Regions from separate parts of the Sus scrofa genome. Here region 2 is linked to region 1. The links are chromatin contacts, called in public Hi-C maps. All regions are on one chromosome and are shown on one strand. The core of a region is the stretch at or near the end of the contact, and the rest is flanking DNA. Distances in the headings are between cores, read along the strand shown. Region 1 has its middle 320 kb from the start of N6AMT1. Region 2 overlaps LOC106505844 (a long non-coding RNA gene).

Region 1 (4,184 bases), core at 900-3,399:
GGGAACCACCCTGTGCAGCATTATTAGTGGCTTAAAATGAAAATTATTAGTTCTCGGAAATTTACAGTTTTTGCTGAGTGATTCTCTTTCATTTAGGCCAGATATGTCTGCTCTTATCTGGATTCGATGAAGGATCAGCCTCAGCTGGAAGAACGTAACTCTAGTCCATGTGGTCTCTCATCTCCCAGCCTCCCTTCTGAAATGCCTCTAAAAGGAATTTCTTTATGTCAGCAGTTCTCAAACTTTTTGATATAAAATCCCCTTTACATTCTTATAATTATTAAAGATCCCAAAGAGCTTTGATTTGGATTGGTTATAGCCATCAATATTTACTGTATTATAAATTAAAATGGTAAAACTAAGAAAATTGTTACTATATTACCAATAATAGTAATAAACAAAAGTAATTAATAAAAAGCAATTACAAAATTTTTAACGTAAATGACATATTTTTGTGAAAATAACTATACTATTTAAAAGAAAATAGTGAGAAAGAAAATAGTGAGAAATGTCTTTTTGCCATTTCTAGGGCCGCCCCCACGGCACACGGAGGTTCCCAGGCTAGGGGTCCAATCGGAGCTGCAGTCGCCGGCCTACACCAGGGCCACTGCAATGCGGGATCCAAGCCGAGCCTGCAACCCACACCACAGCTCATGACAATGCCGGATCCTCAGCCCACTGAGCAAGGCCAGGGATTGAACCTGCAATCTCATGGTAGCCAGTCGGATTCGCCAACCACTGAGCCACGACGGGAACTCTGAAAGTGGCATTGTTTAATATTTTTTTGTAAACCTTATTACTGTCTAGCTTAATAGTGATAAATTATCTTATCTGCTTCTGCATTTAATCTATTATGATATGACTTTATGCAAATCTTCAGGTGGAAGAGGGAGGAAACTGTAGACTCCCTAAAAGGGTCTTGAGGAGCCAGAGGTTTCCTTGGGCCATCCTTGGAGAACTGCTTGGTTCAAGTGCTCCATGGAATTTATCATGGCAACTGTTGGGATAGGAGTTAAAAATGCAAAAGGCATATGTAACAAATTGTGATTTTTTTTCCCCCCCAAAGTGTGCTAGTCACAGTGAATGTTAAAAAAAAAAATGATTTCCTCTAATTTATTAATTTGTTTAACAACAACCCCCCCCCCCCGATTTTTGGGCCAGTGTCCCAAGTCACTTAGTCATCATTGCCAAAAATGCAACAAATAAGAATTTTAATCATGGGAAAAAGTTTCAAAGGATCTGACTAAATGTCTAGGTTGAATTTGATAAAATTGTGATCTTAACTCCCATATACCTTGCTTTATTGAAGGGATATTTTTTTTCACCACTCAGAAAAGTCCAGCCAATTTCATTGAGATTCTTCTGTTCCAGAAACTTCCTCAAAGCTGGCCTTTCATTCTCTAGTGACCTGGGCAGGAATTTCTCAGAAATCAAAAGTGTGACTGCTCAGTCAGATTGGGAGTGGCATTTCCTAACGTTTTGATTGGAAAAGAAAACTTTGAGTTCTAACAAATTCATTTCAGAAAGAATGAGCTGAAGTTTCTTTGCCAAGTGCCATATACAAAGCTCACTAAAAGCTCTTAAACTAATTGAATTGATGAATAAGTGAATTATTAGTTCTGGTTTAAAAATCCCATTATAGTATCCATATTTTTCTGTTCTACTTTAAAAAATAGATCTTGATATTAGTATGCATCCCAACCCTTATTTTAGTTTACAGATAATAGAATAAGTAGGTTTAAATAGCAAGTATCTTAGAAGCCAATTTTAAAGCAGAGAAAATGTAAAAATTAAAACACACATACACACACACAGAGAAGGAAAGATAATCACATATAATCTTCAAAGCTATCGCTACTACCAGTTGGCTTTTTTTTCCCCGCTGTATTTAATTAGGCTGGCATTGTTGATAAAAATGTATTTTACACGAATTTTATATCTTTCCTTTTTCCTTAAGATATATGATGGATTTTTTCGCCCCTTGTGCTTAACCACAGAAACAGACTTTAAAAAAACAAAACATACAGCGTACTTACTAAGAGCAGTTCTATCTTTATATGTAAACAATGACTTGAAAAGACATTAAAAGTGACCTCAGAGGGAGAGAGATGGAACAAATCCCTAGGAAGCCTTAGATCCTCTCAGGCAGCAATGGCTGTGCATTTCCTTCCCATTGACCTTGAGAGGGACATGTGGTTTGCACAGTCCTCCGGGTTTTGCTCTCCTGGGAGAATAATCCTGTCATTTCCATTAGGAAGATGATTTATTGAGGGCAGTTCCTTTTTAGGACTGGACAGGAAAATCACCCTTGTGACCCAATGGTGCTTATTTCCTCTGCAAAGCCCTTCAGTGATGAGGTGGTAGCAATTGCGTTGGCCTTAAACTGAATCACAGACACCTCACTAATTCCTCTGTAATCTTATCTGGTAACACACAGAGGTAACCACTGTGTCTTTGTGGTTTGGGGTGGATGAAAGGCAGGGATGTAGCTCCCAGATTTCTCACAAGAGTGCATCCAGCCCGGTAACAGATATGCCCTAGGGATCTGCTGGAAAAGCCAGATGCTGGGTTGGTGGGGGGCGGGGGGATGGGGAGTGTTACATCAAACATGCCCTTGTAAAAGTGAATGTGATGCCAGCTGGAAAATAATTTTCTGTCAAGGCACATGGGAAGACATTTTGCTTCCTTCTATTGATAGTGCTACATACCTGCTTTATTCCTCATTGAACCTCAGGGAACTCAATGATTCAGTCCCCGTTTTTTAAGGACTGTCCCTTTAGGTACAATTGACACCCCTCTGCATCCCAGTAGAGGGCAGTTTCCTCAAGCTTAGTACATCATTGCAGGGCTTCTCTCACATCTCAGATGTGGTTGTTCACACCTTGTCCTGGAGAAAAGTAAACTTGTAGTCAGGTTACATGGTTACACTGGTTACATGGCAGCTTGCGTTGTGCTAAACTGGTCATTCACGCAGACACTTCCTTTAAAAAACACAAGTGAATGAGGTTGTGGTTTCGAGGAATGAGCACCACACTGAGAGTTAAGAGATCTGGGTCCAGCTCTTGGATTTGTCACTAAATAGCTCTGTGATGTTAAGCAAGTCATTTAAGCGCAATTCTGCCTCTGCAATGAGTAGAATTTTCCTATGATATCGCTCCAGCTCTGATAAAAATATATGTCGAAGCTGAGAGTTTGCTGTTAAAAGAAATGGTAATATCTCTTTAAAGCAACATTAGTTCAAATAGTTTGATTCACAATATAGACTTTGTAGGTTGTCAACACTATATGAGAGTCAGACTAAATATTCTTCCAATTTAGGAAAACTCGAATGGGCATGACATTTGGAAGTGAGGACTGATTTCTGGCCCTGTTTTGGCTGCCCTGGCTTCTCTCTAGTTGCCTGATTTTGCATGAATAACCTCAAACTTGTGATTGTCAGTTTTGTCTTTAGTAAAATGAGTGGGGTGAGCAAGATCAATGTTGACCAGAAAAAGGACCAGTGATTGAAGGAAAAATTTTGGGTAAAGGTAAGTGATCTGTAATTCAGTGAGTCTTGAACCCTTTTCCAGAGTGAGAGAACATTGAACAACTGGTCAACCTGTCACTGACTCATCAGAATGAATTCTGGCAGCTCTGAATCTGCTCTGGGGGCCCCCAGTGGCATCTGCCAATATTGCTGGGACCTGGGTAGGTCTGGAGAGCCGCTGGATTACCAGGGAGAGTGGGCATGGGTCCTGATTAGTCTGTATGGAATGAAGTCACAACTGGGATAGCCCTGTCGTAAGTACCTCACAACTATCACCTCTGCTCTGCTCTAAGGTGAAGTGGTCTCTCTAAACTTGACTCTCTGAACATGACCTTTGGACCAGCAGAAGCAATCCCTGGAGCTCATTAAAAAGGCAAATTCCTGGGCTCCATTTCAGACCTCTCCAATCTGAATCTGCATTTCAACCATGTTCCCGGTGATGAGGGTGTACCTTAGAATTTTGGAACTACTGATATATGAAATGGGCCTCATTTACTTATAACACATAGGGCATTTGTCTGGTACCCAAATTCCAAGGAATGTGAGTTTTCACTGAAAAGAAAAAAGATGCAATAGTTTCTGCTACATCTGAGGACTCACTTGGCTGGTTGCCAGGCAGTCAGCACATGCCTACTTTTTGGTATCTTATGCTCTGCCT
Region 2 (4,297 bases), core at 548-3,047, 99 kb before region 1:
TGCTGAGGATAATAGCTGTCACCAGGAAAGCCCCCTTTTTTTTTTCTTTTTTTTTTTTTGGTCTTTTTAAGGCTGCACCCATGGCATGTGGAGGTTCTCAGGCTAGCAGTCAAATCGAAGCTGTAGTCACTGGCCTACACCATGGCCATAGTAACGCCAGATCCGAGCTGGGTTTGCAACCTACACCACAGCTCATGGCAACACCAGATCCTTGACCTACTGAGTGAGGCCAGCGATTGAACCTGTGTCCTCATGGACGCTACTCAGATTCATTTCTGCTGAGCCACAAGAGGAACTCCCCTAAAGTCCATTTTTTAAAAAAAGAAAATATTTAAGAAAGTTTCTGAATGAAGGAACTGCAACCAGTGTAGACAAGTGTAGAAAAAAGCAGTGCGGATAAGGGTCTCCACTAGTTTCTTTAGTGGAACAAGCCCTTTGGTAAAGTAACACAACATGGTGATCTAGGCTGTGCTGTCCAATGTGGAAACCACCATAAAATGAGGCTAGTTAACATTAACCTAATTAAAATGACATAAAGCAAAACATTCTGTTCCTTGGGCACATTCACCATATCAAGGCTGCAGTTACCACATATGTTCAGGGCTATCAGTACCAGAATCAGTACTGGACAGCACAGACAGACCAGTGCCACTATTGTGAAAAGTTCTCCTGGACAGCTCCGGAAGAGCCTTGTCTTGGGGACCTGGGATTGAATTTGGAATCCGCATCTTGGTAATGGTCTGGTCTCGTTTCCTCATATTTAAAATAGGGTGAGATAATAGTAACTGCCTCCTGGAGTTGTTAGGTGGGTGAAATAAATTTTTATTTATTTAAATAGGTGTGAAGAACCATGCCATGCCGGACACAGAGTAAGTGCAATATCAATCATTTAAAAATGTATGGGGGTCTATTGCCTATATTCTAAAGTTTATGTGCACTTAGGCTTCTATGACTTTTTAGTAATGATGATATCAACATTAATTGCACACTTGCTCCTTGTGGGCAGAGTGCTTTACCTGCTTTGTTTGATTGAAGTGCCATTAAAATCTGAGGAGGAAGAACCTCTTACTATTATTTAATAGTGGAGTATACCGAACTCATGATCACTCAGCTAAAGTATGGTTTTTGAACTCAGCTGGCTTGGAAGTGCTAAAGTATTTTCCAGACTCCAGAGTCTATGCTGGATCATCTTTTGTTTTGCAAACTCAAATCAATACACGTTAATTCTGCCTTTCATTCTGAGTTAAAGAAATGCCTCAGAGATAACATGTAACAATGACAGCTGACCACCATACAGTACTTAATATATGCCACACACTGATCTAGGAAGTTTACATGCACGAAGTTAATCCCCTTGATAATTTTGAGATAGACACCATTATTATCCTATTTGGTATCTGGGAAAATTTGGTTCATTATTATTGTCTAAGTTCACATAGCCAGCTAGTCACACAACGAGCCCACTGGGACTCAAATCTTATTTTTAATGAGTTTTTTTCATAGTCACTATGCCTCCTGCCTAGATTTTCAGTACCCAGTGCAGGAGTACCAGTGGGACACTGCCTGGCCAGTGAAAAGTAGATACTGATGCTCTAAATGGACAAAACCAAGTAACTTCACTGAATAGCAACTGAACTACTTAAGGCTATTTCAGTCCTGCATACTCTGCGTGCATATCCTGACTCGCCCTTTCCCTGGGGAAAATAGGGAGAAAAGGACATACATGGAAATGTACTGTTAGCTGCTGCACCAAATTTGGCAAGGACCTTGGATCCCAGCGCAGCCTCCCGGCAGAGGTGCACTCCCCTGCTGGCAAGTGCCTGTGCTTTCAAGCTCTGATCCACAAGATCCCCTGCACTCCGTGCACATGTCCCTGTCTCTCTCTGCATCAGGTTCTTCTCTGTGACAAAAGAAAAAATGATGCCTTTAGGAGATTACGTCTAAGCAGAGACCCTCACTCTGCTTGCAGGTCTTAAAATACCTTTCAATGAAAGAAAGCATTCTGAATCAGAGGATATGACATCCTCATTTGCATGATTCAGCGTGGCAGTGACGCCACAGGCAGTCATTGAGAAGGAGTTCCCGAACATGGAAACACTGAACAATTAAATGGGGATTGTGTTTGGCACCAAACGGGCTGACTTATATAATTGAAGCCCATTCCATTGGCCCCAGCACAGGAAGCCCGTGGCTATCAGGATCTCACAGGAGATGATTCTTGTTACTTCCCCAGCGTCTTCCTGGAGTGGGGGGCTGAGAGCAGACCATTTTCTGATTAAGATAGAAGTTTCTGGACTTCTTACTAGAGCTCTCAGTGTTTAGATTTATCTGTAGCTTTCTTGGGAAAGGCTTGGAGAATATTCTTGTTCTGTTAGAATGGGAATTAGTAACTTGGTAGCCAGGTACAGGGAAACAAACAAACAAACCTTGAGGGCATCTTATAAACCCCTGGAAGTTGCATGCAGAAGGTTGTTTTTGTGTCTTGGGAAAATAACCCACAGATGCCATCATATTCTCAAGGGGCTCTCTGGCCTCTAAAATGTTAGAACTCTGCTCCCATCATGACACAGTTTTGGGATCACAAAGAAAACTTTATTACATATTATAGTGAAGTAGGATTTAAAATCTGGACCACTGGTGAAGAGCAGAATCCATTGCAAGCAGCATCATCATTTCTCTCTCTCTCTCTCTCTCTCTCTATATATATATATATATATATATATATAAACCCCTCAAAGTTCTCCTCCTAAGAATGTGGGTGTGACTGTCACATCATGCTTAACACATAATAGCCCATTTAGAAGTCTTCTTGTTATATCTCTTCTCCCTAAAAAACTTGCCATGATTTTAAGGAGAGTTGCTCTGTGTGCTTTTAAAGTAACTTTCCACCTAATAGGAGCTTAAAGTCTTGGATATGGATTTTCAATAGTAAATGATGTCCTTTTAAGATGAGGCATTGAGCGACCTGTAATCAGAATCCAGCTCTGCTCACCTGCTCTGCGAGGTCATGTCCACAGCTACTAGGAGGCTTGTTGACAATGAAGGGCTGCATTCCTAACCTCTAGAGACCAGCCTCTCTCTCTTTGCACACAGGTTCACACTTGCTTCTCTTCAGGTTACGTGACACAAACGGTCCACCTAGAGAGGTACCTGCCCCCACAATGCTGTCCAATTGAGTGAGCATATCCTGATTAGAGTTTGGTTTCTGGTGTTAGAGTAACACTGTGGATTTCCAAAAATATGTCCAATCAGGTGTCAATCATGGAATGGGACCCTGACTAAAAAAATGTCTTTTGTAAGGTAATGACAATGGAAATAAACCAACTATTGAATGGGCACACCTGCTTCTACTTTTTTCCCTCATCCCACTGTTCAGCTCCACTGCTGTCTTTCCTATGATGATGCATCAAGGAGGTATGTACTGCCAAGAAATCACTGATTTTGGCTTTGTGTTAGCTACTGTCACTGGCTAAACACAAGCTGTACAGCAAGTATTGGAAGAGAGTTAGAAGAAGGTATCCTGCTGAAGTTTTATATAAACATAATATCCCTTCCCTGTAAGCCAAAATTTTCAAGAGCAAAGAGTTCCATTTCTACTTTACTGTGGGGACAGAAAAAGAGCCTTTCTAATGTTGACATCAACAAAATGCATTTTGCTACTGCTTGCTAAAACTTTTTCTTACACAGAAATTTTAGATCCCGCGAGAGTTGGGAAATAAAGCAAAATCTCTTACACTGTTACTGAGTTGGTTCCTAAGCTCTCCTGTTTAGTCATTCAGTATTTTTTTTAACGAGATTAAAAAAATTAGATTAGAATGTAAGAATATCTTCTTTCAACTACAATTTTTCTGCCACACAGAATCTCTCTCTCTCGTTATTCATCAAGAACTTCATGTGACATAATAAAAATCTCATTTAGAAACCCTACTCATTTTTCAATCAAGCTAGGAGCTTGTTAGAAATTCTGATTCTTGGGCTCCAGAACCAGAATCTGCATTTCAGCAAGATTCTCAAGGGGTTTGGAAAGTACATTCAAGTCTGAAAAACCCTGATTTAGGGTGATAGTTCCCAAGTTCAGATAATTGTCCTGATCACCTGTGTGTAGAGCTCTTAAAAATACTGCAGAGATTCTGTTAGTAGGTTTTTATTCATCTCACTCTTTGGTTTAAAACACTTTCTCTTTTACTTCAGTACAGCATCCTGACTAGTGATCACAGCAAGCTGGCTGCTTTCAGACTGTAGCTGTTTCTCAAGGATTCCAATTTTTTTTTGACATACCATTGACTTGCTTTGCAGA

Evidence for each region. A called contact is a pair of places that touch in the nucleus more often than the background predicts.
Region 2: a Hi-C map of heart right ventricle shows a contact between it and region 1, with 7 times the contacts expected there. The contact joins two enhancer-like sites. A contact is called at or near these places in 3 of 47 Hi-C or Micro-C datasets (heart right ventricle, psoas muscle and subcutaneous adipose tissue) and 1 of 2 datasets of contacts at active chromatin or transcription factors (skeletal muscle).

Annotation. Positions count from the first base shown.
Region 1 is chr13:191,926,721-191,930,904 of Sscrofa11.1, reverse strand. No RefSeq gene overlaps it. Among named protein-coding and RNA genes, the nearest start is that of N6AMT1, 320 kb to the left of the region's middle. Within about 2 kb of position 2,149, at least 6 of the 83 cell types and tissues checked have an H3K27ac peak or open chromatin away from gene starts, as enhancers often do.
Region 2 is chr13:192,025,206-192,029,502 of Sscrofa11.1, reverse strand. All of the region lies in intron 4 of LOC106505844 (a long non-coding RNA gene), which reads left to right. Among named protein-coding and RNA genes, the nearest start is that of N6AMT1, 220 kb to the left of the region's middle. Within about 2 kb of position 1,797, at least 8 of the 83 cell types and tissues checked have an H3K27ac peak or open chromatin away from gene starts, as enhancers often do.